Regions from separate parts of the Mus musculus genome. Here region 2 is linked to region 1. Evidence: chromatin contacts called from public HiChIP or PLAC-seq data. All regions are on one chromosome and are shown on one strand. The core of a region is the stretch at or near the end of the contact, and the rest is flanking DNA. Distances in the headings are between cores, read along the strand shown. Region 1 holds the start of Grtp1 (GH regulated TBC protein 1). Region 2 holds the start of Cdc16 (CDC16 cell division cycle 16).

The links. HiChIP or PLAC-seq counts read pairs in DNA pulled down with a chosen protein or histone mark.
Region 2: a contact with region 1 is called in an H3K27ac HiChIP or PLAC-seq map of microglia, with 6 times the contacts expected there. The contact joins the promoter of Cdc16 here to the promoter of Grtp1 in region 1. A contact is called at or near these places in 3 of 39 promoter capture datasets (liver, pre-B cells and stem cell-derived epiblast-like cells) and 3 of 115 datasets of contacts at active chromatin or transcription factors (embryonic stem cells, microglia and pancreatic cancer cells).

What each region holds. Positions count from the first base shown.
Region 1 is chr8:13,198,705-13,202,343 of GRCm38.p6, reverse strand. It overlaps Grtp1 (GH regulated TBC protein 1), which reads left to right and starts at 1,720. Exons shown (of 8, transcript NM_025768.2): 1 at 1,720-1,863; 2 at 2,144-2,295. The coding sequence starts at 1,817. It overlaps 2810030D12Rik (RIKEN cDNA 2810030D12 gene), which reads right to left and starts at 1,562. Exons shown (of 2, transcript NR_166508.1): 1 at 1,051-1,562; 2 at 554-656.
Region 2 is chr8:13,756,229-13,759,708 of GRCm38.p6, reverse strand. It overlaps Cdc16 (CDC16 cell division cycle 16), which reads right to left and starts at 2,053. Exons shown (of 18, transcript NM_027276.3): 1 at 1,855-2,053; 2 at 657-711; 3 at 472-569. The coding sequence starts at 1,902. All of the region lies in intron 1 of Gm46032 (a long non-coding RNA gene), which reads left to right.

The DNA.
Region 1 (3,639 bases), core at 471-2,970:
TGTGGTCAGACCAAGGGGAAAGTTGTGTATGAAGAGAATGTAGTCCAGTCTGTGGTCTGAGTCACCACTGGGGAAAGGTCAAGGTCAGAGCACTGGCAAGGACACTTGGTGTTAAAACACTGTTCACTGCTGGGCTGAGCTGATCTCTGCACGTTTTTCCCCAGAGGCAGCAAGCACTCTGGGCGACTGTGGGAGCTAGAATTTGGGGTTCTGCTCATGCCAGCACTAAGTTTCATCCAATGTCAACAGAGAAGCTCAAATCTGCAGCTCTAACTGGATTTTCAGGTTCATTTCTTGCTGTATTCTAAAAGAAAGATGGGGCTAGATATGGTGGCATGTGCCTTTATTCCCATTGCTCAGGATGTGTGTGTGTGTGTTAGGCAGGCACAGGTAGATCTCTCTGAGTTCAATACCAGCCTGGTGTTCATAGTGAGTTCCAGACCAACCAGAGCTACACAGTGAGACACTGCCCCCCCCCAATAAAAGAAAGTAAAAAGAATAAAATAAATAAATAAATACAAAATAAAAGAAAGAAAGATGGAGGCACCAAGGCTTTGGTAGAGAATCCTTGTTCAGCAGAGTTTGGTCAAAGCAAGGAGGAGGGAAAGCAATACAAACCTCAGGTTTTCTCATCTGTCTTACAGTAGTCTCAAAACCTAGAGAAAATGAAGTAAAGGGCAGAGCTGCGTATGTAGCCTTGAGAGAGAGACAGAGAGAGGGAGAGAGAGAGAGAGAACCGGTCCCACCGGGTGCTGCCTGTATTCTTGGCGCTGAGGTCAGGATCATTTACAGTGGGGTATCCAAGTGTCCCAGTGGACCAGGCTAAATTCTAATCCCACCCCCACCCCACCCCCGCCGCTTCCTGCTAGGTACTTTGAAGTTTCTAACTAGTTCAAGTGAGTTCCCAAAGTCCAGCTGAGGGTCATTCCAACTACAGTCAGCTGAAGGTGGGTAGCACCTTCTAAACACCACAGAAAAGTGCTTCTGCAACGTCCGATCCGTCCCACCGCTGACCACAGGGCCCGAAGGCGCCAAAGCCCTATGCTTTACCTCGGCACGGTGAGCATTCATAATCCAAACATTCCTCCACAGGTTTCCGAGGGCACCTCGCTAAGAAAGGCAGTCAACTGGTTTCCAAGCCCAGAGTCTGAAATCTCAAGAAACGGACGGCGACAGGGACCACGAAAGAAGCTCGGCACCGCGGCACTGTGACCCTGCAGTAGCGCACACAGCTGGGGCTTCCCTAGGCGAGGAGAGATGGTAAGGCGGCAACTCTTTCCAAGGCTAGACCTCGGGTTCCAAGGTTTGGAGAAGCGAGTACCCTTTGATGGTGGCCCTCAAAAACACCGTATGTTCTCAGCCTCGACAAGCAAGGAAGCAAAGTGGAAAAACAAACAAACAAAAAAACCCTCCTTTTTCAGCATCGGAGCTGGAAGTCCGAAGTCCAAAGTCCAGTCTGCCAGGCACTGAGGCTTGAAGGATATTTAAAATCCTGCAAAGTGGATCCAGGTCTTCTAACCTCGGCATAGGTTTCCATCTCCATGGATTTTCAAATCCCTAGTGCCAGGCTGCAGCAGGTGCACTCGGTTCGGGTCCCTAGGCGCTCCCATCTCCGACACCGCCCCCACCCCAGCCCCGCTCCGTCCACTCTACCCCGCCCCGCCCCCACTGACTCCGCCCCTCGTCCCCACCCCGCCCCCGTCTCGGCCACGCCCCCGCCGGAAGCACTCGCGCGCCCCGGGGCCAGCGGCGCACCGGGGTCCAGCGCTCGGGGCTGCAGAGGTTGTGAGTCCCGCGGTCCCTGGCCCTTCTCCGCATGGATCCCGCAGAGCGCGCGCAGGCGGCGCGAGCTCGGGTGCCCAGGTGGGTGCGGAGGCCGCGCGCGCGGGGTGCTGGGCGCCCTCTCCGGACTGGGTCTGAGCCAGTCGATGCTGCGCGGGGGACGCGCTCTGGTCCACGGAGAGCGAGGGGCATGAGGGGGTGGAGGGGATGGAGGAGGGGAGGAAGAGAGGAAGGGAAGGTGAACTGAGGATGGACGGAGGGGCGGACCGAGGGGTGTCGGGTGTCGGAGCTCTTGGACCCCAGCCGCATCCCCGCAGGCGCGGAAACTTGGTTCGGGGAAACAGGTTCTTTTTGTTTGTAGGATCGATCCGTATGGGTTTGAAAGGCCCGAAGACTTTGACTATGCGGCTTATGAAGAATTCTTTTCCACGTACCTGGTGATACTCACCAAGAGGGCGATCAAATGGTCCAAACTTCTAAAAGGAAACGGTGGTGTCCGGAAAAGCGTGACAGGTGAGAGGCCTGATGCTGGCTGGCATAGCGGCCATTCAAACAAACAGGACTTTCTCCCAAGGGCCAGAACCCCTGTGGCGAGACCCCCAGCGAGACCTCTGGACTGCAGGACCTCCCAGCAGTAGCTGTTACCCTGCAGTAGTTACAGTCCCTATGGCATGACTCCCCAACAGTAGAACCCTGTGAAACCTGTGAGCATGACTCCCCCGCCCCGCAGTAGAGGGATCCCTCTTTAAATGGGACTCCTCAGCAGCAGGATCCCCACCAGCCGGAACTCCCAAAGCCAGACCTACGAACACCATCACTACCCTGCACACGAGCATACACTGCATTTCCATAGGAACTGGACCCCTCTATAGTTGAACCCCACCACCCCCAAGCGCGACTTCTGGGACATCATGAGACCCCCTAGGAGGGTGTGTTTGTGCCACACAGCAGATGGGAGAGCTCCTTACCTGGTTGAATTTTCTCCATGGTCACCACGCCCTCTTAACTGTAGATGGGCAAAGTCCATATTTCCTGGGAAGCCTCGAGAAGGCCTTGTGTTCTGAGGGGGGTTAGAACAGCGCCTATCTCTCAGAGATGGGTAGGGGTGGGGTACCTAGGGCTGGGCTCCTGGAAGTCCAGTTCCAAGACAAACTTTCCTCTTTCTCTGAACAGGAACTACCATGCCTCTCCAAGCGTTTTTTTTTTTTTTTTTTTTCCTTCCCCTATACCATTCTTGATAGTCATTTTTCTTCTCTGTAGAACCAAAGGCCCCTCCCTGCTTGCAGGGCTTTTTGTTTATTTTGCTGTGGAATCCTCATCGCTTCATTGAGATAATAGGGACTTCATATTTGTTAAAGGAGTGCCTGAAGGTGTTTGCCAGGTGGCCAGGTAGACAGACCTACAGTGTGACCTTGGGGGGATTGGCTGCTCAAAATTCATGATGACCCAAGCATAGGGGTAGGGGCAAGTGTAAAGGCAGAGGGGATGCGGTCGTCTCTGAGCACTAACTTGTTCTCTGTCTCTGTGAGCTAACGTGTTCCCTGTCTCTGTGAGCTAATGTGTTCCCTATATCATCTTTCCCTTTGCACTTACTCTCTCCGTGTTCAAGCATGTTTTCAACAAACACTACTTTTTAGTCTTCTAAGGTTAGAAGTTTTATTTACACTTAATACATAGTTCATGCCCACAGTGAACATTTTAGTTATACAGAAAGATACACAATGAAGCCACTTCCCTCCCACCCCAGGCTCTAGTCTACCACAGAAGTAACACTGGGGATTGCCTTAATGTGTCCCCTGGAGCACGTCAGTACAGGAAGTAGCTCCTGTGGCTAGGAGGATCGGTAAGGCCAGACCG
Region 2 (3,480 bases), core at 804-3,303, 560 kb before region 1:
TGGCAGTTAAGAGTGCCTGCTGCTCTTCCAAAGAACACAAGTCTGTTCCCATTGCTCAGAGAGCACTTCACAGTGCCTGGAACTTCAGTTCCAAAGAATCCAATGCTGCCTTCCGGTTTCTGGAGGCACCCACACTCATGTGGCACACACATAAACACATAAATAAAAATAAAAAAAAAAAGCTCTTAGCCAGGTGTGGTGGGACACACCTTTGATCCCAGCACGAGGTAAAGGTAGGCAGATATATGTGAGTTAGAGCCAGCCTGATATACCAATTGAGTTCCAGGACAGCCAGGGCTGCTACTTAGAGAAACCTGGTCTCAACAGCCCCCGAACCCCCAAGAAAAACCCAAACCAACCGATAAAACATTTTTTTTCTCATAAAAATAAAAAATTGGAGTTCTTTTAAACACACACCCAACATGAGGCCCCAGTGGCGTTTCCGACATCTCCCACAGCTTCGGTACTTACTTTGTCCAGCTTGCGTGACCGGAGCGCATGGGCTGCTCGGTGGTACTGCGCTGTGAGGTAAAGGCACTGAGCCAACCAATAAACATCCTGGGGCTCCTCTGAGGGGCAAAATTACACAAGTGGTCAGAGGCTCATGGGGAGCTTTCTAGAGATTAATTAGGGGAAATAAATTGCATGTCACTCACCATGAGAGAGTGAAGCTACCTTGTCTGCCCAAAACAGAGCACTTTGATACTGTTGCTGCATACAAAAAGCAAACACAGGGTGACTGCTGTTGCCCCCACAGTCGACTAATATAAATCCACACACCAAATCCACCACTCACTACAACACGTTCTTAGATGTAGCACGGGGCCCACCAATCACCTGTATTTTACAGCTCAGCTAGTGTGAGTTTTAGGTCGTCATTACCGTAAGAACTTCATATATACAATTCAAGATAGCAGTTTAACTCATACACTACCAAAAATGTATCAGCTAGTATCTAAAACAGTGCATAAGCGATTGAAATGCAGTCATCTAGAACTTCTGATACTGACATTTATGTAATAACACTTCCCACAAGCTCAAATGAATCCTAAAGTAGCATCTAGCAGAGCACTAGATTCAAATATTTCACAATTAAACCCATAACCCTTAACAGTCACTGGTCATGGGCAATGTCGCCCCCTGTAGTCAACTCTAACAACACTTAATCTGACAGCGGAAAGACACTCAGGAATCTGTCCTGGTTAGTGCTGATCCCTAGCTCTTACTGCCTCTGCCTCAGTTCCTCAGGATATAGTCAGAACAGGGTAGCCCAATGAGTAGCCAGGAGAAAGTCTTATGGACCCGAGAATCTGCTCTGAACAGATGCCCCCAGAGTGAAAAAAGAGGCCCACATTGTCCTCTCTACATCTCAGTGCCAAAGAAAATAATCACAAACCGACTGCCCCTTAGCACGCAGCCTTCCAGCGAAGTGCAAACCTCTGGCTCATTCACTTAGCATCTCTTCCGTTTCCCATTTATCGGGAGAGCAAGCATTTTAGCAAAAAACCAAATGACATGACAATGACGTGGACCCCAGAGACACCCCTTCCCTCGAATAGTCCCGGCTTGTCCACTCGAGAGCAGCGCGGAGGCTGAAGATCCAGCACGGGGTATTGTTTCCAGTCCTAACTGGAGACAGCTAGCTTGTCTTCCCAAGTATTCTGTCCAATAAGAAACACAACTAAATCCTCCCAAATGTCCTACGGTCCGGCCAGATTCCAAGGTCCCAGTGCAGCCGTCCCAGCCCAGCCCAGCCCTGCTCCCGCAGTCCACGCAGGATCGGAGCCATCGGGGCCGCGCTCCCCGCCGGGCCCCACCGCCCCGAAGCCCAGCGTCCGGCCCCCCGCCGCGCACCTGGTCCAGGTACTGCCGGACGCGTTTGCGCAGCGGCTCCAGGTTCATGGCCGCGAGGCCAGGGCAGGCACCCGACGCCCTCTCGAGCCTCCGCGCGCCCCCGGGGTGTCGAGGGACCCAAGCCCGCCGACCACCGCCCGGACCAGACCCCGCGCGCCACACGGCACTTCCGCTCCGACAGGCCCTACCCCGGAAGTCCCGTGCAAAAGCGTTCCCCCCGTCGGGTGTGTGCCCACTCTAATGGTTCCGTGGCGATCTTGGGCGCCAGCTCCTAGTCCTAACCTGTTCGCCTTTGTCCGGGAGGGAAAAGGGATCTAGCGGGACTCCGTGCCTTCCGGGAGTGGAAGAGACGCTTCTATAGCTACCCTTCTCCCTACCGGATATTTTTAAGATCGAATTTTTCTCTCTACAGTCCTGGGTGGTCCAGAGCTGTCCCTGGGTACCAGACTGGCCTCTTACTTTCAGACTCCTACACACACACACACACACACACACACACACACACACACAAACACACCTCCTTGGGTGCTGGAAATAAAGAGGTCCATCACCACACAGGGTATTTTGTGTTCTTAAAATTCCATTCTGTGCACTGTGCAGCCTTTTGAAAGTATAGAGACTGGTACCACTCAAATGTTCTGCTCTCACCCCTGTGAGCAGTTGGCTGCATCCTTTTCTGTGAATGACACATATGTATGACAGGGTAATATTTTAAGGACACACACACTTTTCCTGTCTTCTCCATTTGTAGGTAGTGATCCAACCGTACTTATTGACTTGAAGCGGGTGTGTGGTAAGGCATAGTTGACCATATTTACGGCTGTTTTCATTCATTTTACGAATAGAATTGTTTTATAAAGGAAATTTGTGCTGTCACCACAGATGGTAAACATCAAAGACAGGAATTTAATCTTTAAGTCAGATGTTATTCAGAGAGCTAGTTATCTGAGAAAGAAGCGGATTAACATTCTAACACCCCGTCTTTTTATCTCATCTCCAGCCAAGAAAACCTTATAAAGAGCAAACAAAGGCAATTATTCCAAAGTTTAATACTGCCTCTGGTCAAGGGTCAGCCTTACTCCTGAGATTATACTGGTTTGTGTCTCCGTATGTCTCCTGCACTTCTTCCTGTTATTGCTCTGTGCAGCTGGGTTTGCACCGTCCCAGGCTGCCGAGACCTTCATTGTTCCTGGAGAGACACTTGGGACAAACAAACGATTAGCAGTGTGTATGTGTTGAGCTATTTGCAGAATGCATTGCAGGTTTCTTTACGACAGTACGAAGCACAAGTGTATGCTTGCAGAATATTAAGGAGCCCCATCTGCCTCTCCTGTCTGCAGTGAATTTTCCTGAATTGTCTTGAGTTTCCCATGATCTCTCTGTAAAGCCTACAACAACACTATGGAGTTCCTCTTTTCCTTTGTCTTCCCAGATGTAGCGACTACAACATATCCTACCTAGCATATCCTACCTAACATATCCTACCTAGCATATCCTCCTCTGCATCCTTTCTGTACTTTGTCTGTGTGTGTAATTACAAATATATCTCCTCTTCTACAAGCAAGCTGAGAGGTACAATATTTCATTCTGAGACGTGCTTGGCTCACGAGGATACTTTAAATGCTT